Linked DNA regions of Canis lupus: region 2 is linked to region 1. A link is a contact called in public Hi-C data. All regions are on one chromosome and are shown on one strand. Each heading gives the region's core, a stretch centred on a gene start, on an enhancer-like site or on the middle of the called end of the contact. The rest is flanking DNA. Distances are from core to core; before and after follow the strand shown.

Region 1 (5,726 bases), core at 809-3,308:
TATTCAGCTACAAAAAGAAATAAAGTCCTGAGATCTGCTACAACATGGCTGAAACTTGGAAATGCCACTGCCCCACTGCGGCGAGGTAAAAAGTAAAAAGTAAAAGTAAGGCCTCTACTCCAAAGGCCTTACTTTCAGTATTTTCATTGCTAAATGTTTAGAACTTGATTCCTTGAGCCTCTTGAACTGTGCTGTCAGGCTTACCATTCCTTTTTCATTTGAGCTATAGCCTACTCTTCTTTCTACTCTCATTTAACGGCTTCTGAAGTTCTGTTGCTTCATCCATCCACCCATCCACTCATCCATCCATTTTTTTTTCATTCATTCCACAAACCCAAATTGGGCACTGACTATGTTCCAGGTGTTCTACTGAGTGCCGTGGATGCGATGACAAGGACAATCCCAAACAAGGTCCTTTCCCTCGTAGAACTGATTTCAGAGTCTCACTATTATTCCAAGTGTGGTCCCTGGACCAGCCTCAGCTGGGGACTTGAAAGAAGACAGCATCTCAAGCCCTGTCCCAGCCCAACTCAGCCAGATTCTGCTTGCATGTGCTTGTATATGCATGGGTGATCTCTGGAAAAATATACAAATTCTGATTAATAGTAGTTATATCTAGGAAGACTGAAAATAACTAGAGGTAGTGGGAGGGAGAAACCCAAATTTTACTTTATACCCTTAAGTATTAGTCACATTGTTATTTTTAGACATGAACCTTTAGTGCTTAAAACATACGCCGAGTCTTTTTGGTCCCTTTCTTGACAGCTCTGGATGTGCAAGCACTTCCTGTGTGTGGTGTCTCATCTTAAAGGATCTTACAAAGTAAAGTGTTGTGGGTGTGGAGGGGGTGCAGAGCCCACCCTGCAAGATGAGTGCAGAGCCCACCCTTTTGTTCTAGGTTCACTGTGGAAATTCAATGAGTATATGTAAAGCATCAGATATGCAGAAGGGGCTTGGTCATCTCTCTCTGCCTTGGTCCTCTGTAACCCCTGGTTTCAATTGTAATTAGGGCGAAAGTTCCCCTTGACCATCACACCTCCCTAACAAGGACCACTTATTTGCAGGTTAGGTTCTGCTTTTTCCCATATCGGAAGGGGGGAAGGCCCCACCGGTCAAGCACCCCTCTGGTTCTCTGCCTTGGGATCTCGTTGCCACTCCCACCAGCCCAAGAAGGGAGTAAGTTTCTTGATGGATAAAAACATTGGTATAGAGTAGAGGATTGAATATGCTTTCTGGCACAATAAAACTCTTGATTCTAGATGCCCATTCATTGATTCATTCATTTATTCATCGGCGTGCTGGGTGCTGGGGCTTGGTGGGTGAGCTATGAGGTCTCTGCCTCACAATCTCTCCCCTTGCTGCCCTTCTTGAGTTAAAGTTATTGAAGTATGACTTATGTACAGTAAAATTCACCCTTTTCAGTGAATAGCTCTGTGGGTTTTGACAAACACAAACAGCTGTGTAACTCCCAACACAGACAAGACATGGGATAGTACTGTCATTGCCCCCACGTTTTCCCATGCTTCTTTGCTCCCTTGTGGTCAGTCTTCCTGCCCCACTACCCCCAGCCCCCAGTTGCCCCTGATCTGTCCTCTGTCCATATGAATCCACGTCTCCAGAATGCCATCTATTAGATGGAGCCATACAGGTTGTGTGGCCTTTTGAGTCTAGCCGCTTCCACTTGGCTTAATACATTTGTGATTCCTTTTTTACTGCTGAGTAGTGCTCCACACTACAGATGCTCCACTCTGCTGCCATCTTGAGGACAAAGGGGGAAGGAAGACAACTAACCACCAGATGGCCTCTGAGCTGACATTCTATTTTCTCCCATAGGCAGCGTTAGGTGTGAAAGGTGTGAAAGGCAGATTTGATTATTACCGCAGAATAGATAAATGCCATTTCTTGCACCTCCAATTCCGTGGCTTGAGAAGCCCCTATTCACTTTGTTTCTTGCATGTGTTTTGACTGGGACAATATGGCCTAGTGGGCCTGAAATGAGCAAAAGCCCCATGAGAGCCCCGCTCCCCTGGGGCTTTATGACAACAGTGCTGAGTCATAGAGGTCCTGCCCATCTCTAAGAGAAGATCCTTCCCCTTCCTCGGTGCCTTGTCCCCTCAGAGTTTTGCCCTAGTGTGGCTGATGGGGCAGGATGGAGTTTCTTGGAACCACTCAAACCGCCAATTACTGTGGCCCCAAGAAAGGCTGTGGCTTCAGTACGCTGCCCCCGGCTGTGCCAGCCCCAGAGATCCAGGAATGTTACCAGCCCTATTACCTGCCTGGGTACCGCTGCCTCAACTCCTGGAGACCCAGCCTCCTCTACAAGATCTCCAATGCCCAGACCTGCGTGGATGAGGGAGCCACGTGCCGCAGCACCCTGCGGCCACCCACCATCCTGCCCGCGCTGCGCTCTGCGCTCTTCTGCCGCTACAACCCCCACGACTGGGACCAGTCCAATGAGCTGCAGATGCGCGGGGCCGAGGCCTCTCGGCTATGGGCCAGCCGGCTGACGGGCGACTCCATGCGGCTCATGCAGGACAAGGACCAGCTGACGCGCCAGATGCAGGAGGGCACCAGCCGGAACCTGGGCCAGAGGCTGTCGGACATTGGCTTCTGGAAGTCTGAGCTGTGCTACGAGCTGGAGAGGCTTCTGAACGAGAGCTACAGCTTGGAGACAGTCAAGAGGCGGCTGGAGTGTGCGGCCGAGGAGCTCAACTGTCCACTGCAGGTGAGTGCGGGGGTGGGGGGCGGGGGGGGGGCAAGGCAGCCTCTGGGATGCAGCCCTGTGCGATCAGCTCCTCTTGGGTGAAGGCCACAGGCACTTTGCAGGTCAGTTTGAGCTGCATTATCTTCTGCGATCCCTTTCTACAGTCCAGGATCATCCCAGTCAAATCAGGGTTCCTCAGGCTGAATCGGATTTCCTTTTCCCCTTGGGATTACATCGGAACTGCAGAGGTTTTATCCAGTCATCCCGTGTGTGTGCGCACGCGTACGTGTGTGTGCGTGCACTCATGCGCACAGGGTGGTCTTTAAAGGATATACTTAAAATAATTGCTGTATTTTGCCCCATACCTGTGAACACCTTCTAACATACTCTATCACTTGCGCCATATATTTATTTATTTTTTGCTCCCCGAGCTAGAATCTAAGTGCCACGAGGGCAGGGATTCTTGTCTGCCCTGTCACCGGCGTGTTCCAGACGGATCCTCAGCTGTGCTGGGCAGCACGTCTGTGCTGGTCCTCCGTGAGCAGTGTCTATGCGGACGGCAGTCATCTGGGCCGGTGTTCTGAATATATTCCCAGCCTAGCACAGTGCGTGGCACATAGTAGGCACTCTGTGTGTGTTGAGTAAATGAATAAATACCTGGATGGGAGTGTTCCCGACACTTCTGATCTCCAATCACATCCCGGATCAGTTAGGCTTCTTTTGGCGGCATGTAACGGGTACCTGATGGCCGCTCAGCCAAGGCTCAGCCAAGTAGGAACTGATTTTTCTGTCCTAATGAGAATTCCAGGAGGAAACAGAGCAGCCTGTTGCCGCCTCCACTTGATGCCGGAGGCGACCCAGGTGCCCGTCTTTCTGCTCTGCCATCGTCAGCATGTGGCTTTTGTCCTATTGCTTGCGAAGAGATTTTGTATCTCATGTTGCAGGCTCCTGCTTGCAAGGAGCATTTTGATGTTCTCATTTGAGGCGGGAAGATAGGGCTAGGGCAAAGGGCACCTGTGCCAGCTGTGGCAGGGAATGTCAGTTTTCTGGAAGGAAACATCCTGTGTTTCCATTCCTAGCCCATCTGCCGGAAGTCTCCTGGGCTCTGTGGCTGCAGAGGAGTCTGGGTGGGTGAGTGGTCTTCACTGGGTCCTGGAGTGGACATTGGGTAAGGAACTGGCATTACCTTCCTCTCATGCTCTGGGAGCCAACCTTGGTCACACAGGATGATGTTCTGCTGCTCCCCAGAGCAGGCAGGGACTCAGAACCTCCTGCCTGGAAGCCCCCTGCTGCCATTTCTGCTCCGTGTCAGGTGTGAGGACATCTGCAGGAAAGGTCCTGGCTCCGCCTGTCCGGAAAACCTGGCTCCACTTGGTCGCAGGCAGCTCCCCGACAGCCGCAGGGTGACTTGGGGATGAGAGATTTTTCAGCTCCATTTCTCCCCATCTCCAGCACTACTGCCCTCCCCTTGGACAACGATGACTACCTCCTTCCTCTCCTCCCCACTCCTGCCCTCCTCCCACCCATCTTCCAGCCAGAGGGGTGATTTTATATATTAAATTGGATCTCCACACGCCCTCACTAAAACCCCCTTGATTCACCCTGGTTAACATCTAAATTCCTTGTCACCAGCCCTAGCCTCTGCACGGCCCAGGCTCTACTCACTGCTCCAGCCTCACCTCCTCCAGTTCCAGGGCCTTCCTGTCTGCTCCCCTTCCTACCTCAGGACCTTTGCACCTGCTGTTCCCTCTTCCTGGCACATCATTCCCATTCACCTCTGCTGCTTCTGATAATTCAGGTCTTGGTCTGTCATCTCCCTAGCAAAGTCCTTCCTGGCCAACCCCACATCGCCCTGACTATTCTCATCCAAGTCCTCCTTACTGAAATGATTGCACCTCTTTCTGTGTTTACTTGTGTGTGTTCTCTCCTGTCTCTTAGAGCTCCATTAGTGCAGGGACCCTCTGATCAGTTGGTTGTGGTATCCCTAGCACCTTGATCGGGTGTGGTCGGAAAAGGGGCTCAGTAAATTCTTGTGATGTGAACCCCTCTCCCCTCCTGAGTTCCCAGATGCATTTGCATTCCAGCACCAAGATGGGCTGTTCCCTCCCTTCCTTCTTGCTTCTGCTAGTCTTTGTGACGTCACGGGCTCGTGGCCCAATCACCAGCCTTTCTCAGCCTCTCATTCTGGGAGCTCCCCTGAGCAGCCACTTTTCCCATTTTCTGTTCCATTCTGCCCATGTCCCCATGACAGCTTCAAGGTGCATGACTGTGTCACAGGGTTGCCTGGGTCTCACATGGCCTTGGTCACTTTGCAAAGCTTTCCCCTCCTCCCCATTTACAGATCTTCAAAAAGGGGCTTTCACACATGTTCATAGGTAATAATTATTGACCATATTCTGAGTGCTTTACATTTGTCGAGCCAACTTAATCCACACAGCAAACCTGAGAGATAGGCACCAGCATGCTACCCATTGGCAGTCCTGGCACCCCGTCGTCCCCACGGAGGGAGAAGGGGAGGTGGAAGCCCGCTCATGTGCACAGCGATGAGGCTACATGAAGCATCCAGGTTTCCTGAGGATAAAACAGATTGTAGCAAAGGTGGATGTGAGTCACCTCTGGTCAGCATCTCCATATGGGTGCAGGGAAAACATGTCACTCCTGCTGCTCCCTACAGGTGGCTCTGGAGTGCCTGTACCATAGAGAGAAAAGGATTGGGATTGATTTGGTCCATGACGATGTGGAGAAGAATCTTATCTGGGTAAGATGCCCCCCGCCCCCCCGCCCCAAGGGAGGAGGCTTGTCTAGTCACAGAGGTTTCTGAGCTGCCCATCAGGAGCAGAAGCCACGTGTCACCACATGAAAAGTCAGGGATCAGAAAGCATCATTGAAGGCCTACATTCCATAGAGAACAGGGAAGTGAGGTCATGGGACCCTCAGTTTTGATCTCCAAAATGAACAACTTAACAATAATACCAATAAGTAACAATAACAAAAGCTAGTGTTTATAGAGCACCTACTGGAT
Region 2 (5,726 bases), core at 2,319-4,818, 130 kb after region 1:
GTGACTATCTGGCCCTTTACAGGAAAGCTTGCCGAGCCTTCATGTCCAACAAATGCCTTGCAAAGATCATGCAAGGGCCATCGCGTCCCAGCCTGGAATAGCAGGCCCTCATGGCCCTGCCCCCTCGACTGGCCAATTGCACACTACAGTGTCTGTTGCTTGTAGCGTCCAAATTTTGTATCATTCCTCTTCTTCATTGCAAGCAACAGTGACTGGCTGACTTCCGCAGAACAGGAATTCAGTAACAGGAAATCAGGTGGGGCAAGGCTGGGAGGTAGGCAGCCAAGTCCCTGTTGATTGCCTCACATTCTTCCACAGAACAGTTTGGTAAGGAATCCACCGCCGGCGCTGCAAGGTGGTCCTTCGTGCTGGGAACTTGATCTTGTGCAGCCCATTGCTCCGACGGAAGGCAACAGTCCATGCCATCCCTACTCCTTCGGAGGCCGAGCCTGGCAAGGTGCATCCATCCGATGGGCAAAGCCTGGGTCATGTGACCACGCCCTCGCTGCAAGGGAGGCTGGCAACTAGTTAGTGGGCATTTTCAGCGTTGGTGGTGGGAGGTAAGGTTGCAACCTGCCAAGACTCAGGAGGAAGGGATTTCCCCAACAGAGGACGGAAGTTCAAGTGCTGGGCAGTCGAACCCAATGACAACTGCCGGCTACATCCTATCAGAATCCCATTCCCTGCTAACCCACAGCTGAGCTCATGCTTCCCAGCTTTACTGACCCATCTCTCGCCTGTTACTCTGCTTACAGGCACTGATAGCCTGCACTATTATTTACTGGACATTTTTCTTTAAAAAACTATTTCTTTACAGAAATACGTTTATTCAGAGGGAAACTCTAAGGTAAGTTGAAAATCGGCATCGGGTGTCCTAAGTGACCTAGATACGATTTAAAACAAGAATGCGTTTAAGAGTTTAGTACAAACTGTCGTCCAGTGGAGGTTTTGACCTGAGGACTGGTCCTTCCCCAAGAAAGGAGGCTAGGAAAAGACGGGAAGGTGTTAATATATGATCAGGACCATAGCTGCCTGATGTAATCAGAAAGCTAACAAGAGAACAGAGAAGGCAGTGGCCTCCCTCCGTGGGGGTGTCTGCAGGTGCTACCTAGATTCGTTGGGTACCACTTGGGGTATTTGCCTCATAACAGCAGTATAAAAAAAGCATAAGCCAAAGTCCTCGCTGGCTGAAGGGGATTCACACAGGCCTGCGGCTCCTCCCTACCGCACTGCCTGAGCCTGCTCTTTCTGAACCTCTTTCAAGCTGGCCTAGTAATACATCCCAATCCAATGGGAGATGAGACATAGGCATTTGGGTTTAGCCACACCTGGGTGTGTAATCAGATGCTGCCAGCCTCCACGGAAGCCCGTGTGCCCCGTACTCTCACCCCCCTTGCCCACAAGCCCCACTCGAGCTTCTGGAGCGGCAGTGACCCAGGAGGGCCTTGTGTGATTCCGCACGGCCGGCAGGAGCGGCTGCTCTGCCAGGGGTCTGGAGTGCACTAATTACAGAGCGTGTCTGGCTTTTTAAGGAGCTGAGGTTTCTGACTCATTGCCCCCGGGGAGCAGGAGCTAGGATTTGGCTTTTCTGATCACTGCATTTCTTGCTCCCACCCAAGGCCATGGCCTAGGACTTCTGCAACCAACCAAACCCTGCCTGGGAGGCCAGGCTGGGCCACGTGAAGGAACATGAAGTACATATTGATATGCGTGTCCTGGTGTTTACCTCCAAATGTAAAATTAAAACTCCTCTGACTTATGTACATCCGTCTGACCCCTTTAAAGGATGGTTTGCCAACGGTGACCATCTGAAGAACCTGGAAGTCACTTCATGGACCCCAGAAGTAGACAGGCCCAGGTTCCAGTCCAACTCAGCAGTTAGTCACGGAGAGGCCTTGCCCAGCTATTAGACTCTGCAGACCTCATGGCCTAATCTGCAAAATGGGGTAATGCTTGGTCCCTCTGGTCTCCCGTTCTGCTGATTCGTGTTGAGCACCTACTGGGCACCACACACTGGGGCAGGCATGGAGACTCAGGGATGTACCAGACATCCCATGCGCTCATGGAGCTTTCATTGCAGCGGGGAGCAGACGACAAGCAAGGTGAACAAAACTACAAATTGGAGTGCAATCTGTGGACATGGAAATGGTGTGACAGGAAGATAGCAACTCAGGGCAGGTGAGGACTTGTTGCTAACATGACGTTGATGCCAAGACCTGTGTTAGAAGAGCTGAGGGCAGATGGGATGGGGCCATAGGACCAGCTGTTTCACAGGGTTGTGGGCATTCAGGGCACATGCAAGACAATGTGGCACCATGCGGAGGATGCTAAGTACCCGCAGAGACACCCAGAAAGAACTCTGGTTTGCACAACACCTTCACATGAATTGTATCATTACATTTGATTCTCGTCCCGTCAGGTAGAGAGGCCTCAATTGATTGGTGGGCGAGTGACAAGAGGAGCAGGGAAGTACAGCAAGGAGACTAAGCCATTTCCATTGGTCTCTCTTCTTCCCAGAGCCACCTCCTTTGACGGATGGTGGACACCTGCAAGATGGGAGTGGATGTGCTAGCTACAGCTGCATAACAAGCAGCCACAATGCACGCTGGCACACACCAGCGAGTGTTCATTGTTCACAGGTCCAGGCTCAGCTGGGGGTTGGCTGGGCAGCTCTGCTGGCTCTGGCTGGACGTGCCCTCAAGTCTGGGGGTTGGCTGATGAGGACTGGCCTTGGGGTATTTGCCTCATAACAGCAGTATAAAAAAAGCATAAGCCAAAGTCCTCGCTGGCTGAAGGGGATTCACACAGGCCTGCGGCTCCTCCCGCAGATGGCTGGGGCACTCAACTTGTCCTAGAGATCCCTCGTCCTGGATCAGACTGACCCAGGCATAGACTCACAGTGATGGGGGAGATGCAGGAGAGCAAGCAGAAACATATACGTTCTCTTAGGCTTGGGACTGGGATACCACTTCCGCTGCCTTTTCTTGGCCAAGCCGGCTACAGATCTCTCCTAGGTGCAAGGGAGGGGAAACCGACACCCTCCTTCAGTGACAGGACCACACAGTCACCTCGGGGGATGGGGGTGAGAAGGTGAGGGCGGGAGGGAGCCACGTATTGAGGCCGTTAATGCAATCCGTTAGTGCAGACTTCAGGGCCATAAAATAGAGAAAGGTGTGTGTGTGTGTGTGTGTGCAATGGAACCATCTAGAACACACACCATTTAGGGAATCCTCACGAAAATGCAGATTCCAGACCTGTTACATCTCAAAGGGACTGACCCAGGATCTGAATTTTAGGACTTTCAGGTTCTTCAGATGGTCACTGTTGGCAAACCATCCTTTTAAGGGGTCAGACCGATGTACATAAGTCAGAGGAGTTTTAATTTTACATTTGGAGGTAAACACCAGGACACGCATATCATTATGTACTCCACCCCTCCAAAAAATATGTATCCAAAAATTATCCAGCACCCCAGGCACTTGCTCCGTGGACTCCGGGAGGCTAAGTGGCCAGAAAGTGGACGAGCGGGTGACACTATCACCCCCTAGGGGTGCAGTGTGGCCACACAACATAGCAACGAAGCTCCTCCTCCCCATAGCGAAGCTAAGGTTCTTTCACATACAGTTTAGCCAAGCCCAACACAGCTGACAAAGCTGACGCGAGTTGATCCCTATTACCATGCAGTTCGATCCATCCGACCGGAGCATTGCTTTGTACCGATTTTCATTAGCTTAATTAGTTAATGTTTAGCCGTGCGACCTCTGTACTCTTGTTGACAGTTGGTAGAGTATTACAGCCTCGAGACAGATTTGCAGTTTACAGCCGAGAGTCAGTACAGAAGTTACCTTTTTTTTTTTTTTTAAGGGAAGGAAAGACCATCGTAGCTGCTGGTCTCTGCCTCACTACTATTGCCTTTTTTTTTCCCCCAAAGATTTTATTTATTTATTCATGAGAGATACACACATAGAGAGAGAGGGAGAGACACAGGCAGAGGGAGAAGCAGGCTCCATGCAGGGAGCCTGATGCAGGACTCGATCCCGGGACCCCGGGATCATGCCCTAGGGCAAAGGCAGATGCTCCACCACTGAGCCATCCAGGCACCCCCAGAAGTTACCATCCTTCCATGAGACGAGAGTATCTTCAGCACAAAACTACTTTGAAGCCGTTTTAAATACTTACATTATGGGGGAGCCCTGGTGGCTCAGCGGTTTAGCGCCGCCTTCAGCTGGGGTGTGATACTGGAGACCTGGGATCAAGTCCCACGTCGGGCTCCCTGCATGGGGCCTGCTTCTCCCTCTGCCTGTGTCTCTGCCTCTCTCTCCTTCTGTGTCTCTCATGAATAAATAAATAAAATCTTAAAAATAAATAAATAAGTAAATACTTACATTATGAAAAGCACCTGTCAATGTGTCCTTTCAAAATTCATCCTTGTAAGAGCTCCCGAGTCCATACTGAAGCTTCTCAGCGTTGGCGCAATGGACTTTGGGGACCAGATCATGCTCTGTTGTGGGGACTGCCTTCTGTGTACCTGGCACTCAGCGGCAGCCCTGGCTTCCCCCGATCAGATGCCAGTAGACACCCCCCCCAACCACCCACAAATTGTGGCAGCAAGAAAAGTCCCCTGGGGAGCGGAAGCCAAACTGCCGCCAGTTGGGAGCCCCTGCTGTAGGGTTTTAAATACCAGGAAATAGGGTGCCTGGCAATCCTGGGGACGCTGCCAGGGCGAGGACACTGCTAGAAACTGCTCTGACGGTGGCTAGCCCCATGCAGCTCACACCGTCGCGGGAGAATAGGGCAGAGCCAATGACGGCCTTGCCCCACTGTGGCCCTGGGCTTGTCTGAACACATGGGAGGACAGCATGGGATGTTCCTGGTCCCCAAGCTCAAACTGCAAATTTGCTCAATATTTGTCATCCAGTGGAACAAACAGAGGCGGGAGGAGCCAGGAGGAAATTGCTCCTCCGTGTTTGCAGAGGGATAATAGCGTCATTTCACCAGGAGCTTGGACACAGGCGAGGAAAGAGAGGGGTGACCTGCCCTTGGCACAGGGTCACCTTCAATAACAGATTTTTTTTTCTTTTCCCCCAGAAGGAGAAGTTAAGTTGCCAGGATGTGCTGCTGCCTCGGCCAGAAGGGAATGGTGGCTGAGTGAGCTGCGGGAGCCAGAGCCCGGCCAGAAGGCCGGCCGCCTTCCTTGTCTGACCCCGAGTGGTGACGGGGGACAGGAGTGTTAACAGGGGCCACTATGCCTCTATGCTCTTAGCTTTTTTTTTTTTAAGTTTTATTTTATTTTTTTAAAAAAGATTTTATTTATTTGAGAGAGAGAGAGAGACCAAGAGCAGGATGAGGAGCAGAGGGAGAAGCAAGCTCTGTTCTGAGCAGGGAGCCCAACGTGGGGCTCGATCCCAGGACCCCGGGATCATGACCTGAGCTGAAGGCAGATGCTCACCCGATGGAGCCATCTGGGCGCCCCACTACGTTTGCTTTTTTCTGAAGCCCACCCTTCATCTTTGTCATCCTATGGCATCCTGGGACTTTTGTCCAGAAAAAAGGATCCTGCGAAGCCCCCCAGACCTTTTCAGAATGAGGTGTGGCACCCAGATCAAGGGGAATTACCTCAGTAGGACCCAGGAGCCTGGCCTCACCGGGCTAAGGACCCTGCTGAGCTGGCCGCCTCCATGCAAATCTGGTCCCAGTGGTTCCCGTGCTGTGTGCCGCACAGCCAA

Evidence for each region. A called contact is a pair of places that touch in the nucleus more often than the background predicts.
Region 2: a Hi-C map of blood shows a contact between it and region 1, with 4 times the contacts expected there. The contact joins the enhancer-like site here to the promoter of TEKT5 in region 1. A contact is called at or near these places in 5 of 9 Hi-C or Micro-C datasets (amygdala, blood, liver and 1 more).

What each region holds. Positions count from the first base shown.
Region 1 is chr6:32,229,070-32,234,795 of UU_Cfam_GSD_1.0, forward strand. TEKT5 (tektin-5) reads left to right here and starts at 2,059. Exons shown (of 8, transcript XM_038540392.1): 1 at 2,059-2,725; 2 at 5,379-5,462. The coding sequence starts at 2,150.
Region 2 is chr6:32,359,748-32,365,473 of UU_Cfam_GSD_1.0, forward strand. No RefSeq gene overlaps it. Among named protein-coding and RNA genes, the nearest start is that of EMP2, 41 kb to the left of the region's middle. Within about 2 kb of position 3,569, at least 7 of the 20 cell types and tissues checked have an H3K27ac peak or open chromatin away from gene starts, as enhancers often do. A contact at or near this core is called in blood and liver, where this site is marked.